2 separate regions of the Mus musculus genome follow, and region 2 is linked to region 1. The links are chromatin contacts, called in public HiChIP or PLAC-seq maps. All regions are on one chromosome and are shown on one strand. Each heading gives the region's core, a stretch centred on a gene start, on an enhancer-like site or on the middle of the called end of the contact. The rest is flanking DNA. Distances are from core to core; before and after follow the strand shown.

Region 1 (4,279 bases), core at 791-3,290:
CTTCTTTACCAGAGAAACTGGGATTGCGTTTAGCACTGATGGGAAGGGCAGTATAGTGAAGAAGAGGGGAGGGGGAGTGCAGGGGACTGTGTAAGGGTGACATCTGACCTCTGCACTGGCACAAATGGTGGCAGCAAATGCTTCACACCCGTGCAGACCGCTTCTGCCTGCACTATCTGGTGTGACTCTGCATTCGTTATTGGGACCTGGGGTCCTCAGTGATTTCTTCATAGTCAGATCATCTGGCTATATATTCTACCAATACATATTGATAACCAGAGGCCATATAGCCCTGGAAGAGCTTCGCTTTGTCAATCTATAAAACATAGGTATTATCCAGACTGTGACGTAAAGATGTTTCTACAGGCATAAGAGGGTATGTCTGCAAGCATTAAAATTACCCCAAAGGCAAAGTCATTATCACACGCATTCTCTCTCTGGCCCTGTCTAGACTAGAAATGTTGGGGTGCTTCCTTTAACCCCATTGGAATAGTCCACTGACGATACCCCAAACTGGGGGAAAGGCACAAATTTCCAGAGGTGGTGTTCTCATCCATGGAAGTAGAGACTTAATGTCCAGAATTGAAAAGAACCTTTAGACTTTCATCCAGGGACTTCCTCAGAGATGGAAAGGAAGGCCCGCAGTGGCACATACCACAAGTGGCAGAGCATACGCTGCTGTTTCCTGTTTCCCAGGACCTTCCTCTAGAGCCTCCTTGGCAAAAGGCAAGGGCGGTCCAAGGGGCCAGGAAGCAGAGAGACTCAGCCAGAGGCAGGAGAAAAGGACAGGAGGGTGGGGCTGGCAGAAGACAGGGTTCGCATAGATGGCTGCCGGGCCAGCTGTGGTCCCTTGTCCTGAAGGTGCCACAGCTCAGTCAGGGCAAAGCTCTCCACATACTGGCTCTCCTGACTGTGAAGCCAGGGGCCTGAGGTAAACCAGAGCACGTGGGTTTGGGGGCAGGGACCTCAAAGCCTGGGCTTGCACGGATGGTCTGGAAGAAGGAGGGTTACTCTTGGCTGATGATGGTTCAGGCACCCCGAGAATCCCTTCTATCTACCAAATTTCAAATTTGGCACATTTGGTCTCCTTTTCTGCAAGCTGCCAGGCAGCATACTCTATCTTGGGGCCCTGAGGCAGCTGGTTTTCTTCTCACTCAGCTGAGGAATTCCAGAATATGATCCCTGCTGTCCCCAGCTGCCTCCTTAAATCCCCTCAAATGGGCCCCCAGGCTATAGTCCTTATATAAAGACCCTGACAAGTACAGGGACATAGGTTCCAGAACCCTACGCGTCCTCCATGGTCTAACTTCATGTCCACCTTCTTGGGGTGACGACTAATAGAAGCTTAGTGCACATATCCCTTGGGTCCTCAGGGAAAGCTGCCAGCATCCCATTCTTTAGTTCTTTCCTAGCATCCTCCTAGCTTTTTCTCCATTGATGTGATTAAACACTAATATCAAAGCAACTTAAGGAGAAAAGAGTTTATTTTAGTTTATAGTTTATAGTCTATCATGAAGGGAAGTCAGGGCAGGAACCTGGAAGCAGGGACTAAGCAGAAGCCACAGAGGAACACTGTTTCCTGGCTTGCTCTTTATGGTAGTATGAAGGAGAATGGCCCCCAGAGATGCTCACTGCTTGGTTGCCAGTTGGCGAACTGTTTGGAAGAATCAGTCGCTGTGGCCTTGTTGGAGGTGGTGTGTCACTGGGAGTGGTCTTTGAGGTTTAAAAAGCCCACAATAGGCCCAGTGTCCCCCCCACCCCACCCCCAGCCCCTGCAGCCCCCAGCCCCTGCCTGCAGTCAGGATGTAAAGCTCTCTGTGACCACTCCAGCATCATGCCTTCCGGCTTGCAGCCACAACCCCTGCCATGACGACTGATAATGGACTAACCCTCAGAAACAGTAAGCAAGCCCCCAATTAAATGATTTCCTTTACAAGATTTGGTCATGGTATCTCCTCATAGCAACAGGACATTAACTAAGACTCTCTCCATAGCTTACACAACTTGGAACCACCTGCCCTGAGGTGGCACTACACATAATGGGCTAGGCTCCCCCACATCAATCATTAATCAAGAAGATACGCCCACTGACTTGCCCACAAGCCAATCTGACGGAGGCATTTTTCTCAACTGAAGTTTCCTCTTCCCAGATGACCTTGGCTTGTGTCAAGCTGGAAGGTAGGGGTCGGGCAACAACCAACAGAAGTCATAACAGGTAAGGTCAGTCCTCTGAGGCCACGTCATGCCCCTTCAGTGTCCCAAAGGTGCCTTGGAGCTCCAATGGCTGACACACAGCTCAGTGGAGATAGCTCACCCTCAGTGGGTAAAGGGCACAGAGGGCTTTGTGCCTAGTTCAACTGTAGCATCCAGAAATGCCAGTTTCTGATAATCTAACACTGGGGGCAGAGCCCATAAAGGGTGGGGCCATTTGGGGCTCAGCTCTGGGGACACACCTGTGTGGCTTCTGGTCACGCTCTGAGTGTTGAAGAATGCTCCAGAGTCAAAAATAAAAAAAAAAAAGTGGGGACATGAAAAAGAGGGTGGGCTAGAAACTCTGATGCTCCACAGTGAGAGCCACTGTGTCCCCAGAGGGGATGCCTCCAGAGAGCACAGGGTTTCCTCTCTTCGCCTCGCAGTGTCTGCCATGGTTGGCACGTTCTGTGCACCTGGATTGCTTTCTTTCACTGCTTCTGACACACACATGCCCCAATACCTCAGGAAGACCTTTTTTTTATAGTTCTGAAACTGAACTGGTCAAGCTAGGAATGGAAGACTCCCAAGAGCAGGTTTGGAACTTCAGAAAATGTGTATAGCACCACGCCCTTTAAAACTGTGTGGCGGCACATACCTTTAATCCTAGCACTCAGAGGGCAGAGTTTAAGTCCAGCCTGGTCTACATAGTGGGTTCCCTGTCTCAACAAAACAAAATAACTATGCAATTAAAGACAAGGAATGTACATGAACAACAGTAACTTTAATAATTAGTAACTCTAATAAGACCATGTAGTCATGGCGGCAGCAAAACTCCTGGAACACATCTTCATACTTCCCAGCCCCTGGAAATGCCAAACTCAGGGCTTCTAGGCCAGCATCGGTAACATCTGAGCCCTGGACCATCACTACACACAGAAACTGTCCTACAGGGCAGGGGTGAGTCAATGCTCTATGTCCCAAAGCTTTAGCCATGTCCCAGGGGACCCCTAGAACTAACCCCCCCTCCCCAGCCATCCTTCTCTCAAGGCAACTCATCCCTGTGACCCAGCCTCTGTCTCTGGTGTCCTACTATGTGTTATAACCTTTATCTGGCGTTCAGTTTGGACACAGGGAGACAGATCCTGGGTGAAACTGGGCCAGGTAGATGCCACCATCATCCACGTACAAGGCCTGGGCTGCCATATACTCTGTGCTAGCCTAAGACGCAAGTACAAGAAAGAGAGGACTGTTGCTTTAAAAACAGAAATCCCAGTTGTTTGATTTTAGCAATGAATATTCAGGAGCCAGATGCTCGGGTGAAAACCCTGCTGGTTCAGAGAGGCGGTTCTAGAATGTTCCCAGCTGACCTTCCTATTTGTTGTAGTCAGGGTTTCTATTCCTGCACAAACATCATGACCAAGAAGCAAGTTGGGGAGGAAAGGGTTTATTCAGCTGACACTTCCACATTGCTGTTCATCACTAAAGGAAATCAGGACTGGAACTCAAGCAGGTCAGGAAGCAGGAGCTGATGCAGAAGTCATGGAGGGATGTTCTTTACTGGCTTGCTTCCCTTGGCTTGCTCAGCCTCTCTCTTATAGAACCAAGGCTACCAGCCCAGAGATGGTCCCATCCACAAGGGGCCTTTCCCCCTTGATCACTAATTGAGAAAATGCCTTACAGTTGTATCTCATGGAGGCATTTCATCAACTGAAGCTCCTTTCTCTGTGATAACTCCAGCTGTGTCAGGTTGACACAAAACTAGCCAGTACACTACTACTCTACCCATGTTCCAGAGAGAAAAAGCTCTTTCTTCTTCTCCACACTGTCTTAAGTCCCCTTCAACTCAAAGACCCTCCTGATTATTTACATTCACTCTCCTGACAGCTGACAAACTTGCTCTGCCTCTTGATCTAGGATTGACTTTATTTAGCTCCTGTATTAAGGATATGTGCTACAGTTGAGGCAGCCACAACAAGTTTTTTTTTTTTTTTCAGTTCACAATCTTGGTGTTCACAGTGCAGTCAAATATCCTCCAACACAGGACTCTCACTGAAGGAGTGGTGGCAAAGGCCTTTAATCCCAGCAC
Region 2 (4,279 bases), core at 807-3,306, 350 kb after region 1:
TAATTTTAAAATGCCTTGGCTACTTCAAAGGCTGGGCACTCCTAAACCTTCCCCTGTTACACCACTGGCCACTTCCCTGAAAACTCACATGGCTGGCTGGCTTTATCTCCTGTCGCTATTGTTTTTTTCCCAGTCCTCCTGATTCCTACCCAAGCAACTCTCAGTGTCCTGCCCCATGCCCAGCCACTGGCTGACATCTTTTTTTTTTTTTTTTAAAGATTTATTTATTTATTATATGTAAGTACACTGTAGCTGTCTTCAGACACATCAGAAGAGGGAGTCAGATCTCGCTACGGATGGTTTTGAGCCACCATGTGGTTGCTGGGATTTGAACTCGGGACCTTCAGAAGAGCAGTCGGGTGCTCTTACCCACTGAGCCATCTCACCAGCCCGGCTGACATCTTTATTGATAGAACAAAAACCAACTGGGGACAAGGATCTTCAGCAACTAGACACACAGATTCAAAGCATTAGCACCAATCACACCAATCTCCTACATCTGCCCTCAACATTGTGCAGCAAGTGCTCCGAACCTGCTTGAGCCATCACTTCAGCCTGAAACAGATACTTTTGTAGAGTGCACACCTGTGACCCCTCTTTGAGGAGGTTTAGAGTTTTCATTGCATTCTCAAATGGCTCTATGTAAAAGCTGGAAGCAACCATGAATACAAAATCATGAAATCATGTACGTATGGTATTGCCACAAGTGTTTGGCACCTTTCCAGGAATACGAGACTAAGGATCAAGTCAGGGTAGAAATTCTTCCTCCTTGAATTATTGCTAGGAGAGAAGGTAACATCCCCAGGGTATCACATAGCTGATATCTTTACCCACTGTCTTGCATCTACATTGCTCCTGATTCTGAGGGTGCTCCTGTCTGCTCCTAAACCATCAGACTGTGTCATGCCATGATTGTTCTCAAGATCCACAAGTTACTTTCTTGTCTTTTGGCCTCTATACCAATGCTTGGCTACAGTAGGTGACACTCCACTCCAATTAAATTACCCCCGACTTTTATAAATACATGACAGCACTAGCTTAGGTGTTCATTACCCAAGAGCACAGTAGTGGACTACAGACAGAGTCCCTAATCCTTGGAGCTCGTGGCCCAGCAAAGACCCTGGTCATATAACCAGGCAATGACAACATACATGTAAGGGTTGTAACAGAGAATTACAACAGGGTCTGTCAGAGCACCAACAAATGACACCCAGCTCATACTCAGGAGGTGAAAGAAGTCTTGTGGGAGGAAAGGCATCTATTCTGAGCCTTAGAGATTTCCAGCTGACTAGAGAGACAAAGCATCCAGAGGATGCTGCTGTCAGTTTAAACATTCTTCTGTTGGTGACGTGCTTGTCCAAGGAGAGGAGCGCAGGCCCATCTTAGCAGTGTCTTTTGATGTGATTGACAGAGAACATGTGTCTCTGCCTTTGGACCCCCACCGCCAACTGGTACATCTTAATTCTTCCTTCTTAGGGATATCACTTTTCTACCCAGTAAATGGACAGTGAGTACTGTTGATGCAAAGCTTCTAAAATATAGGGAGATTCACTCTATTCCCAATTTTCCAGACCCCTTTCCAAGACAGTGACTGTGTCATTCACTTGACTGTGCTTCTTCTTTTTTTTTTTAATTTTTTTATTAGGTATTTTCCTCATTTACATTTCCAATGCTATCCCAAAAGTCCCCCATACCCTCCTCCCCTCCCCTACCCACCCACTCCCACTTTTTGGTGGTGTTCCTCTGTATTGAGGCATATAAAGTTTGCACTACCAATGGGCCTCTCTTTCCACTGATGGCCGACTAGGCCATCTTCTGATACATATGCAGCTAGAGACACGAGCTCCAGGGGGTACTGGTTTGTCCTGAGCTTTTGTCCCCGCCCAGCAGGAACGCACACAGGACACAGATCCTTCCGTGGTTAACTTTATTTCACAACATAATGAGGTAGACAAAGAAGGCTCAGAAACGTGTGTGGCTTAAATACCCTCTGAAGTGACGTGTCTAACTACGACTGGTAGCTCCACCCACGATCTCCCAAGCCCCAGGGTGGGCTAGTGACTTTGGCGGGCTTTTGCTCTTAGTACATGCGCACATAGCTATTCTTTGTTTAGGTGGCATAAGGCACTGTGGAGCCAGCGCCATCTTATGATGGTAAATGTTATTGCGGCTCTCCACAGTGGTTAGTTCATATTGTTGTTCCACCTATAGGGTTGCAGTTCCCTTTAGCTCCTTGGGTACTTTCTCTAGCTCCTCCATTGGGGGCTCTGTGATCCATCCAATAGCTGACTGTGAGCATCCACTTCTGTGTTTGCTAGGCCCCAGCATAGTCTCACAAGAGACAGCTATATCTGGGTCCTTTCAGCAAAATCTTGCTAGTGTATGCAATGGTGTCAGCGTTTGGAAGCTGATTATGGGATGGATCCCTGGATATGGCAGTCTCTAGATGGTCCGTCCTTTTGTCTCAGCTCCAAACTTTGTCTCTGTAGCTCCTTCCATGGGTGTTTAAGAACCATTAACTGCTAACCAAGAATGTTCCACAGAGCCTTACCCCTCTTTTTTTCTTTTCTTTCTTCTCTTCCATCTCCTTTTTTCTTCCTTCCCCACCTCTTCTTCAGTAAAGTCTCTCTATGTGGTCAGGATGGCCTGAAACTTGAGAATCCTCTGCCTTAGCCTTCCAAACTCCTGCTTCCCCATGCCCAGGATTGCAGTATTTAGCAAAGTATGTCCTCCAATCCCATTTTGTCTCTGTTTGAGAATTTCTCATCAAATCATTCTACGATCTATTATTAGTGTTGTGTTAGAATCCTAGTGATATGTCCCTTCTTATGGATGGACAGCTGAAAGTTGTTTAACTGGTTGGATACCCTTAGTCTTGGTTCTTGGGAGATAAGGGATGTAAAACAACACCACCTGTATCGATCATATGCCCTGACGCAGGTCTCTCTGCTCGCCATGAATAGCTTCCTGGAGGGCCCATCTCTCCCCTATGCCCAGAGCTTGCCATATCCACATGGACCTGGACCTGTCTAAATCCTCTGAGTAAGAATGGGTGTGGCCTATATGCTGATGTTCAGTTATACTTGTAACCTGGGTAGTGGAGGGATGGGAACCCAAGAAGCTAGAGAGAAGGAACTAACAATTCATGCAATAAAAATAAAATACAGTAAAATTAGCATTTGCCTTGCATGTGTGGGGCCTTGGATTTAATCTCTAATGCCACGAAATTTAAATGCTACCATACAAAGACAAATAAATATTTTATCCATACTAACAAACACTTTTAATTTTAATGTACCTTGTAGTGTTCATAGATCTTTCACAAATTGTTCATTGACCCCCTAAAGACTGCTATGAGGAATCAGTATAGGTACTATTGGCTACTGGATCCAGACTCTTGGATCCATACATGCTAGAAACAAGACTGGGTCCAGATGAATACAGGCAAGGCTTTTATTGGGACATCTGCTTGAGTATAAAGCCAAATGCAACTCTGTCCAAGAGCAAGTCAGACCAGCAGCTCCTAACAAAAGAAAAGGAGGTGTCACCAAAGGGAGAGAACTCACCAAAGACACACATCCAGGTTCTTCATGCAAATAAAAGGTCAGGCTTGCAGAGAATTCAGTGCTGATCAGTCAAAGCTCTGTTCTCCATGAAAGGGGAGCTTCAAGTTTGCAGAGCACCTTACCTTGGGTCCTCTTAGCATAGTCCCATTATGTTCCCAGTATGTTGTCCTTTGATACCAGGAGGGATCAAAACTGGAAATACAAAGTTTAAGCACTGTCAGGTTTCCAAAAAGCAAGTTTCTGTCCCTAAGGTACCTGCATAGATCCTTTTTGGGGTAGGGTGGGGGTTGTTTAGTTTTATGCCCAGTAGTTTCTCAGCTAGAAGACAGGTAGCTGCCATCTTGCCTTCTTGAGACTCTCTAGCTTGTTTGATATCCTGTCATTTTTCTGGATAAAGAACCTCTCCCACCTTCATATTTAAAAAGGTACAGCTTTCTTTCTTTGAAGTCCTTCCCACTCAGTTACAACATTTCTAAAATTAGATTGTAAGACCCAAAGTTAACCTGTAAGCCCCACCTGCCCAAGGATGAGGATATTCCTACCATGCTAGGAGTTGTAGTCTAAGCCCACCTGCCCAAGGGCCAGGTAACTTCTTCAAATGCTGGGAGATGTAGTTCTTTGAAAATTACAAAGACACATGGGAAAATACGATGGTTGTATAGTTTTGTCCTTAAAAGCAGCTCCAACACGTATCTCAGGGCCACTTACTGGAA

The links. HiChIP or PLAC-seq counts read pairs in DNA pulled down with a chosen protein or histone mark.
Region 2: a contact with region 1 is called in a RAD21 HiChIP or PLAC-seq map of pro-B cells, with 4 times the contacts expected there. The contact joins two enhancer-like sites. A contact is called at or near these places in 2 of 15 datasets of contacts at CTCF or cohesin (large pre-B cells and pro-B cells), 1 of 484 Hi-C or Micro-C datasets (bone marrow-derived macrophages), 1 of 115 datasets of contacts at active chromatin or transcription factors (embryonic midbrain) and 1 of 9 other capture datasets (macrophages).

The regions. Positions count from the first base shown.
Region 1 is chr1:131,212,426-131,216,704 of GRCm38.p6, forward strand. The region is part of intron 1 of Rassf5 (Ras association (RalGDS/AF-6) domain family member 5); the gene reads right to left. Among named protein-coding and RNA genes, the nearest start is that of Gm28913, 31 kb to the right of the region's middle. Within about 2 kb of position 2,041, at least 8 of the 459 cell types and tissues checked have an H3K27ac peak or open chromatin away from gene starts, as enhancers often do. A contact at or near this core is called in pro-B cells, where this site is marked.
Region 2 is chr1:131,564,200-131,568,478 of GRCm38.p6, forward strand. No RefSeq gene overlaps it. Among named protein-coding and RNA genes, the nearest start is that of Avpr1b, 33 kb to the right of the region's middle. Within about 2 kb of position 2,057, at least 37 of the 459 cell types and tissues checked have an H3K27ac peak or open chromatin away from gene starts, as enhancers often do. A contact at or near this core is called in pro-B cells, where this site is marked.